2 separate regions of the Pan troglodytes genome follow, and region 1 is linked to region 2. A link is a contact called in public HiChIP or PLAC-seq data. All regions are on one chromosome and are shown on one strand. Each heading gives the region's core, a stretch centred on a gene start, on an enhancer-like site or on the middle of the called end of the contact. The rest is flanking DNA. Distances are from core to core; before and after follow the strand shown. Region 1 holds the start of TAF10 (TATA-box binding protein associated factor 10). Region 2 holds the start of TRIM3 (tripartite motif containing 3).

What was found. HiChIP or PLAC-seq counts read pairs in DNA pulled down with a chosen protein or histone mark.
Region 1: a contact with region 2 is called in an H3K4me3 HiChIP or PLAC-seq map of stem cell-derived excitatory neurons, with 4 times the contacts expected there. The contact joins the promoter of TAF10 here to the promoter of TRIM3 in region 2. A contact is called at or near these places in 1 of 7 Hi-C or Micro-C datasets (stem cell-derived neural progenitor cells) and 1 of 1 datasets of contacts at active chromatin or transcription factors (stem cell-derived excitatory neurons).

What each region holds. Positions count from the first base shown.
Region 1 is chr9:10,758,174-10,765,392 of NHGRI_mPanTro3-v2.0_pri, forward strand. It overlaps TAF10 (TATA-box binding protein associated factor 10), which reads right to left and starts at 2,811. Exons shown (of 5, transcript XM_016920279.3): 1 at 2,552-2,811; 2 at 2,258-2,412; 3 at 1,982-2,046; 4 at 1,783-1,897; 5 at 1,439-1,605. The coding sequence starts at 2,783. The coding sequence ends at 1,516. It overlaps ILK (integrin linked kinase), which reads left to right. Exons shown (of 10, transcript XM_054661992.2): 6 at 100-227; 7 at 318-439; 8 at 530-629; 9 at 742-872; 10 at 1,056-1,466. The coding sequence ends at 1,205. It overlaps TPP1 (tripeptidyl peptidase 1), which reads right to left. Exons shown (of 13, transcript NM_001013007.1): 8 at 6,906-7,094; 9 at 6,596-6,665; 10 at 6,033-6,153; 11 at 5,762-5,920; 12 at 5,457-5,582; 13 at 5,137-5,277. The coding sequence ends at 5,137.
Region 2 is chr9:10,618,236-10,625,839 of NHGRI_mPanTro3-v2.0_pri, forward strand. It overlaps TRIM3 (tripartite motif containing 3), which reads right to left and starts at 4,443. Exons shown (of 12, transcript XM_016920266.3): 1 at 4,275-4,443. ARFIP2 (ADP ribosylation factor interacting protein 2) reads right to left here. Exons shown (of 8, transcript XM_063782708.1): 8 at 7,004-7,604. The coding sequence ends at 7,598.

The sequences.
Region 1 (7,219 bases), core at 1,561-4,060, 140 kb after region 2:
TGCAAGGCGTAACCTGGAAGCTGCTAGTTCCAAGGAACCCTGAATAGCACTGAAAGAGATCTTTTGTACTGGGTCTCAACCACTCCCTCCCTCTTCTAGGATTTTCTCGCATCCAAATGTGCTCCCAGTGCTAGGTGCCTGCCAGTCTCCACCTGCTCCTCATCCTACTCTCATCACACACTGGATGCCATATGGATCCCTCTACAATGTACTACATGAAGGCACCAGTGAGTAGGGATGTTGAATTTCCTTGGGGAGGAAATGGCAGAGAGGGTGCATGAGCCTCTCTGAACTATTTGACTCTTGCCTCCTCTCAGATTTCGTCGTGGACCAGAGCCAGGCTGTGAAGTTTGCTTTGGACATGGCAAGGGGCATGGCCTTCCTACACACACTAGAGCCCCTCATCCCACGACATGCACTCAATAGCCGTAGTGTAATGGTGAGGCCACAAGCTCACTCCTGGCCCAGGCCCCAAAAGCCCTTTGCCTATCTATGACTTACCTCCTTCTATCTGTTTTCTCTTCCTCAGATTGATGAGGACATGACTGCCCGAATTAGCATGGCTGATGTCAAGTTCTCTTTCCAATGTCCTGGTCGCATGTATGCACCTGCCTGGGTAGCCCCTGAAGGTGAGTGAAGTCATCATGTCGGGAGGTAAAAAAGGACCACCTCAGAAGTAGTGGAAGGGGGCAGAGACAGGCCAGGCCAGGGGGCCAGAACAGACAAGCCCTATCTCTCCAGCTCTGCAGAAGAAGCCTGAAGACACAAACAGACGCTCAGCAGACATGTGGAGTTTTGCAGTGCTTCTGTGGGAACTGGTGACACGGGAGGTACCCTTTGCTGACCTCTCCAATATGGAGATTGGAATGAAGGTGAGAGCACAACAGCATACATTTGTGTTGCGGGAGTGGTTGGTGATGGTGAAAATAACTGTAGTGGGCCTTGGCTCCTCACATATTTGTTCGGATATACAGTAATCCTGTCCCAAGGGCCAGTGGCTTCTCTCTACATGACAGACTCAAATTGTGAGGCTGCTTTTTTTCTTGTATTCGCAGGTGGCATTGGAAGGCCTTCGGCCTACCATCCCACCAGGTATTTCCCCTCATGTGTGTAAGCTCATGAAGATCTGCATGAATGAAGACCCTGCAAAGCGACCCAAATTTGACATGATTGTGCCTATCCTTGAGAAGATGCAGGACAAGTAGGACTGGAAGGTCCTTGCCTGAACTCCAGAGGTGTCGGGACATGGTTGGGGGAATGCACCTCCCCAAAGCAGCAGGCCTCTGGTTGCCTCCCCCGCCTCCAGTCATGGTACTACCCCAGCCATGGGGTCCATCCCCTTCCCCCATCCCTACCACTGTGGCCCCAAGAGGGGCGGGCTCAGAGCTTTGTCACTTGCCACATGGTGTCTCCCAACATGGGAGGGATCAGCCCCGCCTGTCACAATAAAGTTTATTATGAAAACAGGCTGGTGTGGGGACATGGGGACAGACAAGTACATTTAGGTTGGGTGGCTCAGGTGAAGTAGTGCGGCTTCTTCACATTGATGCCATACTCGCTGAGGGCAGGGGTCAAGTCCTCCATGGTTAGAGTGTACTTGCGGTCCTGAGGGAAGAGGGAAGAGCACCAACTGAGCACAGGAATCCCGGACTTCAATCCCAGATGGATGACCCTGAGTAAGTCTTACACCTCCCCTACGATTCAGTTTCCCCAAAGGGGTGGCAGGATAAGCCTCCACTGTTGTGGAAGGTAATTACTGATTCATTAAGCCTCCCCTCACACCTTGCTCTTGCTCCGGGAGCTGCCGGAGGCTGTGCCCTTCATTTTGCAGTGCTGTAGGGCATCATTGGCAATATCTGAGATGAATTTCTGGGCAGCTAAGGAGATGAGCCGAATTCTAGGGAGAAAAAACTTAGATGAGAAGGAGATGGACAACATACTGCACAAGCACCCAAAACTAACCTGCCCTGGGTTTACTCACATGCGTGGGTCTGAGGCCTCAAAGCCAGCACGGTTCAGGTAGTAACCAGTCACTGCATCTGGGATCTGAGAAATCAATTAAGAGAACTGTCAGCAGAGCGGGAGGAGGGTGAGGGAAATGGATAGGCCTGGTTATCAGGAAGCTCACAGTTTGGGTGAGCAGAGGGCAAACACAGAAGAGCGACTAGGGGAGCAAATGTAAGAGAACGCCGAAAAGCACGATGTGGCTGAAAGTTTTGACAGCAGGCTAGGTGGCCTTGTTCGGGCGGAAGCCCACCGTAGGCGTGTAATCTTCCAGCTGCATCAGGAAGTCCACCAAAGGCGTGCTGGACACCACGGGCTTCACGTCTCCGTTGGCCGCGCTCGGCAGTACGTAAACCCCGTTAGATATGGCCCCCTCCGGGGGCGCCGCGCCACCCGCCGACACCGGAGCTGGAGGAGAACCAGCAAAATGAGACACAGAGGTGGGAGGCGCAGGGCCCCAGCTAGGTCTGTCTATACCCTCTGCCCTCACCCGCCGCTGGACCCAGTCCAAGACGCTGCCCTCGCCCTCACCCGTCCCGGCCCTCACCCGCCCCACGCCGCTCAGCTGGCTCCCCGGCCCGCGCCGCCAAGGGTCCCGTGCCCCCAGCAGCTGCTCCAGCCCCAGGCCCCCCCGCTGTCCCCGCGGGGCTGGCCTTGTTCTCCGCGGCGGTGCTGGAGGGCAGCGCGGCGGGAGCCGAGACCGGGGGCGCCGGGCCCGGGGCCGAGGCGGCGGAGGCCGGCGCCGCCTCGGGGTCCGCGCCGGAGCCGCTGCAGCTCATCGGGCCGGTGGGAGAGGCGGCGAACAGAGCCGCTTCCGCTTCCGCTCCCGCCGCGCACACCCCGGGGTGACGTCACGCGCCCACGACCCGCCCCGCCTGTCTCTGTTAGTGCTCTCCAGCCCGCTCCCCGCCTCCTCCCGTAGTGCATCTGCGGGTTAGAGGAAATAGGCTGCAGGGCGGAGACCGAGCCTTGGCGAACTGCGCTGCCGTAGCCATTCCGCCCTAGCCTCTGCCGTGCTCCGCGGCGATTCCGTCCAGACCGGAACCAGCGTGCGTCCGGCTCTCCTCCGCCGCTCTGGGACATCTCATTCTGTCTGACGCTCAAGACCTGGCTTCGAGGTTTATGGCCCTACGTCCCTCGACTACGAGTTGCCTGCCTGTCTGCATCCTTTCAAGTTCCCTTATTCAGCCTTTTAAGGATTCATAGTGGATTTGGAAAGCCCCCTCTCTTCTCCACCAACTGCCCCGAGAGGTGGGGGCAGCAGTGGGGCGGCACACAGTGCTGCTGTAGGAGGAGGAGTTTCAGCCTGAGTCAACAACATATTGCAAAAATCACAACGAATGAGAGGCGTGAGGTTTTCAGTGTAGCAGACATTTAATTCTTATTTGCCAACTCCTGAGCTAGGACCTGGGAATACAAAGTTAAATAGGACACGATTCTAGTCCTCTAGGCACCAACGGTCTTGGAAAGGAAGGCAGACAAGTAAACTGGCCATTTCAATACTATGTGGTCGTTACAATGCTAGAGGTAGGCACAGGGGGGCGCAGTGCAAGGGAGGAAGGGCGTTAACATCTGCCACCTACTTCCAGGTGCCAAGCACTGTTATCAACATTATTCCACTTTATTCCCTGGTGATTATGAAAGGCAGGTATTGATATTCACACTTAACAGACGAGGAAACAGCCTCAGGGAGATAAGCTTACTTGACCCAGTCTCTCTCCTAGTCCATATCAGAACCAAGATTCAAACAGGTTTTGTTTAGAAAATCTAGGATTTTTCAGCCATACCAAAATAAAGTAGCCTCAGGGAATCAAAACATTCACGAAAGAAGGTGACTTCTGAACTGAGTCTTGCAAGAATTCTGGAAATTAACCTGCCAGTTGTATCAGGGGTGGTAAGGGGACGGAACAGCTTGAGCAAGAGTGAGAGTTCCTTGGGGTTTGGGGAGGGAGGAGGAAAAATGATTTTTTACTTAAGAACAAATAGCAAGGAAGGTTTGTGAGCTATGACTGGGGGGGGAGGGGAAAGCCTGAATTCTATCCAGTAATCCTTGAAGGGTTTTCATCCAAGTGGCCTGATGGGATTTGCATTTTACTCTGGAAGATGACTTGGGGATTGGCAGGAAGTAAGGACACTTTTTTTCAAGAGAATATAGCCCTAAACTAAGGTAGTAGCAGTGGGGATATAAGTGGATAAGTTCTAGATATACTTGGGAAATATCATTGGAAGGACTTGTGGACTGATAAAGATATATTTAAGATGTGCAGTCAGTAGGACTTGTTGATTGAGGACTTGTTGATTGAAGGTGGGATGAAAAAATGACACAGGTTTCTGGCTTGGTTGGAAAAAGCATAGCATCATTTACCAAGAAGAAACGAGATGGAATTGTTTGGGGTTGGGAAGGTGGACGATGAAATGTTGAGTATCACGCGTCTTACATTTGAGGTATCAATCATTATTGGATAGAAAGTCTTATTTAGTGAGATGGTAATGGTTGTAGATGTCAGTGATTTGTTCCAGGGGACAATGAGTAAACTGAGAAGAGCAAAAATCTACAAATGGAGCAATGAAGGTCAGCATTCCATGAAGAAGCAGAAGTTGATGAGAGAGGAAGACAAGAGTAGTCAGAGGAGTTAAGACCTGGAAGCTAAGTAAGGAGAGGGAGTGGGCAACTATGATGGAAAGGCCATAAAGCAAAGATTGAGAAGTATGCACTGCAGGCCATTGTTTCTGGATGTCAGGGTAGGAAAGAGTAAACGGTGACAGTAGAGGTCTCCTTGCAGTGAATTGGGGAATGAATATCAGTGAAATAGTGCACAGAGTCTGTATACAACCCTTTGGAAAAGCCTGATTGAAAAGAGAAAGATGAGATGCGGAGGGAGAGGCATTCAAAAAATGGTAGTTACAGCATCTTATTGAGGAATCTAAGGCAGGACTAGGGAGACCTGAGTATGATGGAGCATGTTAGGGTTGGGAGTCAAGTCAAGCTCACAGCATTTCAGGGTTAGGGAGATAAGCTGTCTGCAGCAGTCAATAGTTGAGGGTTCAGCAGGGCTTCCAATAGGGCAGAATAAGGGACTGAACTGCCAGCTTCAGGGCAGGGGACAAGCCATCTCTCCTGATAGGAAAGGGTCAGGGGTTGAGTAGAGTCTTCAGCAAAGCTGGGAAGTTGGGTGTTCCCCAGCCTGTTACAGGATCCCAGCCAGGGCCAGAGCAGAAACCCTGGCCCTCTACCTCTTCATCCAGACAGGACTCATGGCAGCCACGGGTTACCTAGGGAGGAGGCTGGCATCAGATCTGGGCCTACTAGTACCAGTACTTAAAGAGTATATCTCCTCACCCTGTACTCACATTTCAGAGGCTATTCCACACCACCCTAACTGCCCCCAAGTCCCCCTTAGCACTCCCCATAGTTGTTTGAAAACGTCCACACCCTTCCCTTCCATACTTACATCAAAGAGTCCTGCCCCATGCTGCTGGTAGAGCCTTGGGTTGAGAAAGCCAAGAGGAGGGCGGCCACTAAGGATCCTGTGCTCATTGATCAAGGATAGGATCCCCCCAAACACTGGAGTAGAGGCCTACAAGAGTGAAGGTGCAAGTAGAGGTCAGGCGTTCTGAGTGATTGGACTTTTTGGAAGTGATGCTTTAAAGTATCAGACATCTCTAAGGAGTCAGGGGTTCTAGGTGCAAGGTGTTCAAGGTGTTAGGGGGTAAGGGTAGTTCCTGAGTGAGAGTTTGGAGATGGGCTGATTCTCACCGAGGTTCCGGACACCCATGGAATGGGCACTCTGTTGCTGACCACCCAGTAGCCATCGGAAAGTGCAGCCACATCTGGGTAGGCACGGCCACTGGCATTGAAGTAACTGGATGGTGGCAGGTGGGGGCTAGAGCTCAGGAACTTGGTTACAGCTTCCTCCTGAAAGGCATTTTTGAGTGAGTATTGGCATGTGGCCTGCCCAGCAGTCAGCTGAACTGAGGATCCCCCATCCTCACTCTTACCCTGCATCCATCCACACAAACACATGTACCTGGTATGAAGGCCGTGGGAACACATTGCTGAAGCCACCACCACTGATATAGTCAACAATTTCATTTGTGATGAGGAAAGGTTCCTGGAAGGATGTGCCTCCCACTGTGGTGACATAGGGGCTGAGGGGAGAAGACAGCATTTGGATAGTAGGGGACCCAAGGGGACCTCCAAGATATGTGGGGAGGGGTGCGTATAGCCCAGGTCTTGCTGGAGGAACTAGACTCTGTGGGGAAGCATGTATGTGGGATTGACTAAGAGATTTTGAGCCTTCAAGGCATGGCCCGAGGTGACTGTGCACACTTTTCTCTACAGAACACCCACCAAATCTTCCACTAAAATGCCTGGGAACTGACGAAAAGGAACAATGGGAGCTGTATCCCACACAAGAGATTTGGGGCCTGGGACCTGCAGGAAGAAGAGACAGGAGTACAGCAGCCAGGGCAGGCAAAGCTTAAGGCTGAACCACAGGAGCACATGGTGGGGTCAAGACAAAGGTTCTACATCATGAGATCACAAGTGAAAGGTGGTGGTTATACCTGATTGGTAGGCTAGAGTACTTACCTGGAGGCAGGGAAGGTAGGGCGGAACTGGTGTCTTCCAGAGACAGACCAACACCCGGCCCCACTGTCACCTGAGAGAGACCAAGTGTAGCATTCATATTAATTGGTTAGGGCTTAGTATTTGGGTTCGGATGTCAGAGGGGAAATTTGTTACTGTAGGAGGTCAGAGTGTAGAGGTCAGGTCAGTGGTCCCTACTGGAAGGTCTGAGTTCAGATTATGAGTCAGAGACCAGGCTCAGGGATCACTGTGGAGTCAAAGCTCCCAGGTTGCAGAGGTGTAAGCATTGTCTAAGTTTAGGGTAGGAGGTCACCTGAGGCGAAGAGCAGGGTGAGACCCCGAGCGGCAGCCTTCATGAGCTCAGTGTTGACCCGCTGGATGTAGGCGCTGCTGAGGGAGTCCTCATCATCTCCATAGCTCACAGTATGCACATGTGGCAGGGCTGATTCATTACTGAGCAGCATGAGCCACTGCAGGAAGGGCTCCTGTCCCTCATGCCGGCCTGGATTTTTTTTTTTTTTTTTTGAGGGATGGGCACAAAGATAGTCACTGGGGGTTGTCAGGATCTCTCTCCAGCTTATAGCATTCCCTTGAGGGAGCAGGGATCAACACCCATCTCCCACCCCC
Region 2 (7,604 bases), core at 3,193-5,692:
AGGCCTTGGTCTCAGAGCCAGACTTTACTCTCCTTTCTCATACTGCCTTCTGCTATCCCTGCATTGGTTATTCCCACCATACTTTATGGCTTAGTTCTCAAGGCACCTCACTCCCTCATTCAGCATTCACTTGACACTGCTGCTAGGCCTGGGGACACAAAGACAAATAGTCACAGCTCAGCCTTCATGGATTCCACAGTCTAATAAATAGATTACTGCAATGTAAAGTGGTGAAGACCATGATGAGGAAGCACCAATTGCTCCAGGAGTACAAAGGTTACCTAACCTAGATCTGGAGCAGGGATGGGTCCAGAGGTTGGAGGCCAACCTTTCTCCTAAAGAAAGTAACTTTAGTAACTCCTAAAGAAAGTAACGTTCAAGCTGAGGATGAGTTACAGAGAGTATGGTGCCTTTTGCATCAGGAGGCTAAATCAGACACTGTGATGGGGAGGGCTAAGAAACAAGATGGAGAGGTAGGCAAAAGATATATCATGCAATGCTTTGTTGGTCTTATTAAGGAGTTTAGACTTTACGCTTACCTGCTAGGGGATGAAGGATTTATCCAAAAAGCAAAGGAAAACTTTGGTAGTGGTGAGGGCTATTAAGTATAGAGGGACAAAAGTACATTTTTGGCTGCTGTGTGGAATATAGTTTAAAGGGCAAGGATGGAAAATTAAGAAACTGCCTTGATTAGGAGAATAGCAAAGACAGGCCAAGATAAATCAATTTTGCAGGGGGATATCAACAGAACTTGGTGGCTGGGTATTTACATATGAAGAGTTAGGGGAGAAGAAGGAATTAACAGGTGATTCTTTGGAAACTCTCAAAGAAGAGCAGTTTGGATGAGAGGGTGATAAGTTTGGTGTTTATCTTTAAAGGTTTTTTCATTTTTGTTTTTGTTTTTTAAGAGACAGGGTCTTACTCTGTTGTCCAGGCTGGAATGTGGTGTTATGATCATAGCTCACTGTAGCCTCAAACTCCTGGGCTCAACTAATCCTCCTGCCTTGGCCTGCCAAAGTGTGGGGGTTGCAGGCATGAGCCACAGCACCCAGCTAGAGTTCATTGTTTAATGTGATGAATCTGAGGTGCCTATGGGATGTAATTCAAGTGGAGAGGTCCAGCTGGCAGTTGGAAAGATACGCTGAAGCCTAAGAGAGAGGTCTGGCCTGGAGACATGAATGTGGATGTTGGTGCAGAGATGGTTCCTGAAGCCATGGACGTGGATGTCATTACCCTGAGAGGGTAAAGAGAGAAAGCAGGGCCTATCACCAAGCCCCAAGGAACCTCAATATTTAAGAGATAGGCCCAGGAAGCAGAGTCTGCAAAGAAGATTGAGAAGGCACAACCAGAGAAGCAAGAGAATCAGGAAAGAGATGTCATGAATGCCAAGGGAGAAGAGAACTTCATGAACAAGGGAGTGAAATGCTGCAGAGGTCCCATTATTTAAGCCCCAAAGAGGCTTTCATTAACCTCAGAGCACGTGGTTTGCAGGGGATGGAGGACAGGAAGCCAGATGCAGGGAGTCAAGCAAGAAGCTGATTGTGAACAAATGAAGACAGCCAGTGCTGACTCCACTAGATCCTGGACATCTGCAAAGGATGTGTTTCAAGGCTTTTCAGTTTCTCCAAATTCTCAAATAGCATTAATTTTCCCCAGGACTTCCTCCTACAATCTCACACGATTCCCAGTACACATGAGTTACACAGTTGTGAATGGAGGTAACCAAGGCATTGTTGAAAATGGATGCGAGAGGTCAGCTAGGCTCATTTGCTTGCTAAAATAACTCACGTCTACTCACTAGCTTTCAGGTTTATCTGATCATTTGAGACCTCAAAAAAATGACAAATGACTGCAGGTTACAGTCTTTGGGCTTTCTCTGAAACAAATGAAGCCTTGGATGAGGCAAAGTCCTTAAAGCCAATGAATCCTTTAAATAAGATTGGCAGGGAAGGAAAGCAATGAAATTCATGGCCATCTCCCCCAACATTGCCAGACTGAGTAAAGTGAATGAACCATTCAATCAAACTTCTCTGGGCACACTGTGGGCCAGGTCCTTCAGCTGTGAAATAGAGACACAAAGCTGAATTAGACACACTCCCTGTCTTTCACAAGTTTTTAGACTAATGTGAGAAACAGAAATGGAAACACGTAACTACAATGTGATAAGTACCATGATATTGACATGTTCAAATTGCTACAGCAGCAAACTGGAGGAAGTACCTAACTCTGAGGATGGTACAGAATAAAAAAGGCTTCCAGAGGAAGGGGTATTTGAGCTGGGTCTTGAGAGACAAACAGGACATTGATACGTACATTGGGAAAACAGTGAGTAAAGAAACAGAAACATGAGAAACTAAGAAATATGGAACAGATGGACAAGATTGCGAATCTCCAAAAGGCAGAGGTTATACATGATGCTTTTACATCCTAAAAGCATAAAAATAAATATGCTAAAAATAAATAAATCTAAATAAATAAATAAATAAAAGGCACCACCACTCACCCACTCACACAAGCGAGAACCCTGGTAGTCTTCTCAATTACACCTTTTCTTTCACCTTTCAGATACAAGCTATGACTACATCCTCAATTCTGCCTCTGAAATTTGGCTAGGTTTAAAAAGTTAGGAGATCTAGGATCTAGTCCTAACGCTGTAACTAACTCCACTAACACAAGGTGAAACTCTAGGTAAGTTCCAACCCCATTCCCTTATTTGTAAATTGGGAGAAGAGGGATGTTTTCTCAAAATCTGAGATTCCCAAGGTTCCCTCTCAAGCCAAGGGCCTCCACAGATTGTACCATGAGCCCATGATTAAATCCCATCTTGTACTACCCGATGATTTGACTTCTAGTTTCCACTGTTAGGCTAAATGTGTTAGAGGATGGTCTTAGTTGCCTCCCCTCCACACTCCCCCTGCCCCCTCGCCCCCGTAAATAAATGTTTGCTGAGTTTTAAGTCACCTGTGACACTCTATGAACGCTCTCTATTCTAACCATATGGTTTTTCTGCTTTTCTGAACCTGGGCTATACTATCCCAACGATGGACTCTTTGCTCAAGTTCTCTCGGCAAGAATGCCATTGTCTCCTAAGTGGCTGTGGCAGTACCTGGCACGCAGGAAGTACTCAGTATATGTTGGTTACAGGAGAGCTCTGTTTAAATCTCTGCAGTTCCCTTTCATCAGAGAGAGATGCAAAAGTAATGGCAGTAACAAGACAAGTGAATAAAGTCCCAAGAAGAGAGACCTCTGCTTAATATAAGGAAGCTTTTCCACAGCAGAAAGTAGCAAGTGCTCTGTCACTGGAGGCATACAAGCCCAAGGAGGCAGGGCTACTGTCAGGCCTGCAGCTCTGATTCCAATTCTGCAGCAAATCATCCCCTGCTTAGGGGATGAATGGGCACCAGTGAGCTAGACAGACTGGCCAAGGGAGACCTGTGATGTTTTCTGCACCTGCTGTGACCTCCCAGATGTGATCTTCCTGCTAGGGCCAGTCCTGAGTTTCTGTTGTCCACATCAGAGAACCCCCACACCAAGAACAAGCCCAGGGCCTGCCCTCAGTCGAACTGACCTCCCTGGGGTGCAGCCTGCCCCTCCAACCTGCAACCATCTGTCCCTGCAGGTTTGCAGCCCAGGATCTGAAGCCAATTCCAGAAGGGAGGAGGTCAGAACCAGGGAGGGGCCTGGGGTCCTCCAGGCAGGGCTCAGGCTACAGGAGAACCAGAGGGGTCCTTTCCTACAAAAAAACAGCCTCCACATGAGGCTTTCTGTCCACAGAGCAGTGCATGGGGAGGAAAGGGTGTCCTCCATCCTGACTGGTGGGCCTGTGGGTACCAGGGATGGAAGGGGCGGGGGGTGGGGTAGGGTGGGGGTGGGGGAGCAAGGGGTGGAGGTGTCTGCACCAGGGAGAAAAGAGCCCTTCAGACAAGATGGGCCACAATATTCCAGAGTCCCACTCAGCACGCACCACCACCACCACCCTCGGCCGCAGCGTTCAGCACCCTCCGCCAACACACACAAGCTCCCAAACCCCGCGCTCCCCCGAGGAACCATCACCCATCCACCCGCGCCTCCCCGCCTCAAAACAGGGACCTCACGTGAGCAGCCACAGCCCGAAGAATCCCCCTGCTGCTCTCACGGACATGGACACGCCTCACGTGGGCAGAGAGAGGCACAGCTTTTGAAAATCATCTGTGCCCCCACCCACAGACGCTCCGACCCAGACCCGGGCTGACAGGAATACAAACGCACCCTTGGGGCCCGCCCGTCGCACTCACCGCGTTGGAACAGGATGCGAGGGCAAAGCCCGGACTGCGGCCACTCTGAAGGGCCCGCGGCGCTGCTACTGCTGCCAGCGCCCGTCCGCCCGGCCCTGCCCGCGCCTCCGCCTGTCCCCGCGCCGGCGCCGCCGCCGGACTAGCCGCACAGGCCGGAGGGAGGGGCCGGGGCGGGGCTGCGGACCGGCCGGGGGAGGGGGTGACTCCAGTAGGGAAGACCCACCCACGCCCCGCCCGCCGCCGCGGAAGCCCCGCCCACCCCGCCTGCCCACCCCTACCGCACCCGCACGCCCCCCCCGCCAACGCCTCCACCTCCTGCGGACGCTGCCTTCTTGGTGCTGCTAGGGAGCCGGCGAGCCGGCGAGCCGGATCCCGGATCTCGGATCCCGGATCTCCGCCAGCTGCCTCCGGCTCCGGGAAGGGCGGTGTAGTCGGTCTCAGGGATTGAGATGAGACTCCGTCAAGAAAAGGCAGCTGGGGCAGCAGGGATTTCGGACTCTGGGAGCCTGTCTGGGCCGCCTGCCTCCTGGAGGCGCCCTTTCCGGCTTCCTTGGAGTGCTCCTATGGAATATGCTAGTCTATCGGCTGACCGGGAAGACGTAGAAACCGTCTGTACCTCAGCACGATCTCTGGGCGGCAGAAGGGCAGTACCCAGAACTCTGGGAGAAGGAGTTAAGGGGTATAAAGGTGGGGGATTTGATTAGGCTTTGGGCGCTTCAGGAGCCCCCTCCTGAGGAAATTCTGGTTCAGACCATCCAGCGACTCCCTTCCTCACACCAAAGACACTGGACAATTCTCAGAATCATCGCCTTGTGCAAAAAGCAGCCCCAAGTGGAAAATAATTGTAACAGTTTACAGGGACTGAGTGGTTATTATGTGCCAGACACAGAACTAGCCACTTTACATATATTATTTAATAGTCAGCAGATAGCATCTTTTATTAGCCCAATTTTACAATGGGAAAAAATAGGGATCTTGCTCCCCAGACGTTAGCCCTCATCACTCAGCTAGAAAGTGGCAGAACCTGGAGTTGAGCCCTGTTTTTAGGCCCTACAACCAGCATTTGGAGACTCAGTACCTTTCATGTTGAAAAATCCCCAGTGGCCCATTAAGTAGCAGCTCATATAAGGACCACCTTCCCTGCCCCAAAAATCAAGCTCTAGTCAGATGATTGCAGGCTGACCAAAGCCCAGAAGACTGTCTGGGAGCTGCAGTATCCATGACAAAGGGCAAAGTCATGCCTGTGAGGATCCCTGCACTATGGGAATCTGCTGAGTGGGTCTTCCCCTTCCTCCAGCCTTCCAGAGGTGGGTAGAATCCTGAAAAATTCTGGTTTCCTTGGCCAAAGGGCATACAGGTGATGACACCTAGCCCTGACTAAACCAAAGTGCTGTTAGGGATCTTTCTTGTGACCTCTCCACAAGGTTCAGATTTAGGCTCAACACCTGGGTGCAGCAGGAGCTTTGGGAACCGCCTCAACCTCTTATCCACCTGAGTTCAGCACATAGCACAGGATGCTCCAGTGCTTGTGAAGGAAACCCAGACGGGGATCATGCTTGCAGTTTTGGGCTGGGGCTACTATACTACCCAAGATGAGGGAACTGGAGTCTAGATGACACTATCTTAAGCCTCAGAGGACTACTTTTCTCAACTCTATACTTCTCCCATGCAGTCAAATTTCTGCTTAAAACACTTCTCAGCTCCTTCTCCAGAGGGCAAAAGTCCTTAACCAGCCTGCAGTCTTCATCTAGCCACTCCCTCTTTATTTTTCATTCCAAGTAATTCCTCCCAGTTCCTACTCAGAGCCTTCATTATATGCTAGCCTCTCTGCCTGGGATGCTCTTCCCTTTACCCTGCCTGTTTGTCATCTACTCACCCTTCAGGTCTCAGCTTTTTTTTTTTTTGAGATGGAGTCCCGCTCTGTTGCCCAGGCTGGAGTGCAGTGGCGCAATCTTGGCTCCACTGCAAGCTCCGCCTCCCGGGTTCACACCATTCTCCTGCCTCAGCCTCCCGAGTAGCTGGGACTACAGGACTACAGGCGCCAGCCACCGTGCTGGGCTAATTTTTTTGCATTTTTAGTAGAGACGGGTTTTCACCGTGTTAGCCAGGATGGTCTTGATCTCCTGACCTGGTGATCCGCCCGCCTCGGCCTCCCAAAGTGCTGGGATTACAGCAGTGAGCCACCGCACCTGGCCAGGTCTCAGCTTTCAAACTGACATCCCCATTTCCACCCCAGTCCATGCCAGATGCCCCTCCTTTGTGCTCCCACAGCGCCCTCTGTACTTCTGTATCCTAATACTTATCACTGTTTTGTAGTTGCCTGGTTACTTGTTTCTTTCCCCCAGTAGGCCCTAAGCACTGTGGGCAGGGACCGTGTTTTATTCACTGATGTTTCCCCAGGGCCTAACGCAGTGCCTGGCAAATGAAAGCACTCAGTAAATATTTGCTGTATGAATGAATGCATGATGAAGGTCAGCAAACCCAACCCCCTCTGGATCTGGTGCTCTTAAGATCCATAGCTATCTTGGTGCTGGCTAAAGGACAAAGCTTTGGCTCCAACTGAGGCTGGGAGAGAAGATTGGGCCTTCAAACCATCTCTGAAACCTGTGACTTCAGCTGCCTGGCCCCAGCTCTTTTGACTTGATAGGGTTCTGGTGTTTGATTAGACTGAGCTTGTCTCCACCCAGGCCACCCTCCTAGAGTCCCCGACAAATTGACCTCGCTGGGCCTGCTTTTATGAAAGGTTTATTCCTAGTGCTAGATCCCAATCTTCTTGGGCTCTAAGCACAATTAAACTGGGTGGGTGGGTGAGGGTAGGCCTATTCAGATGCAAGGCCAGCAATGGGGCTCCCCATTATCCCCACCCCTTTGGTCCCAGTCCCCTTCTCTGCAATGGGCACGCATAGAGGAGAGACAAAGGGTATTAGACGCAACATCATTGGCCCAGGGGAGTCCGAGAAGAGCTGCCATTGGCTGACAGGGCATTTTCAGGCTCTGTCATTGGTCAGGGAGCACACCCCAGCCTGAAGAGTGATGCCATTGGCCAGGGAGTGGTTTTGTCATAGCCGTTGGCTGTGAAGTGGAAGGAAAAGATCTGGGAATGAAGCCCTGTGGCCAGGAAGATAGACAGGGCAGCAGCTTCTGGGCCTCCAGGCCCTCTTCCCACCATAGCAATGTGGGCAAAACTGGTGTCAGGCCCCAGCCAGAAAAAGGAGCCCAAGCCAGAGGGCAAGTGACAAGGGATGTACCATGTCCAATCTCCCACACCCTGGGGCTGCCCTTCCCAATGTCTTTCTTGATAGCCAAGTTGGGCTGGGAGCAGCTCACTGC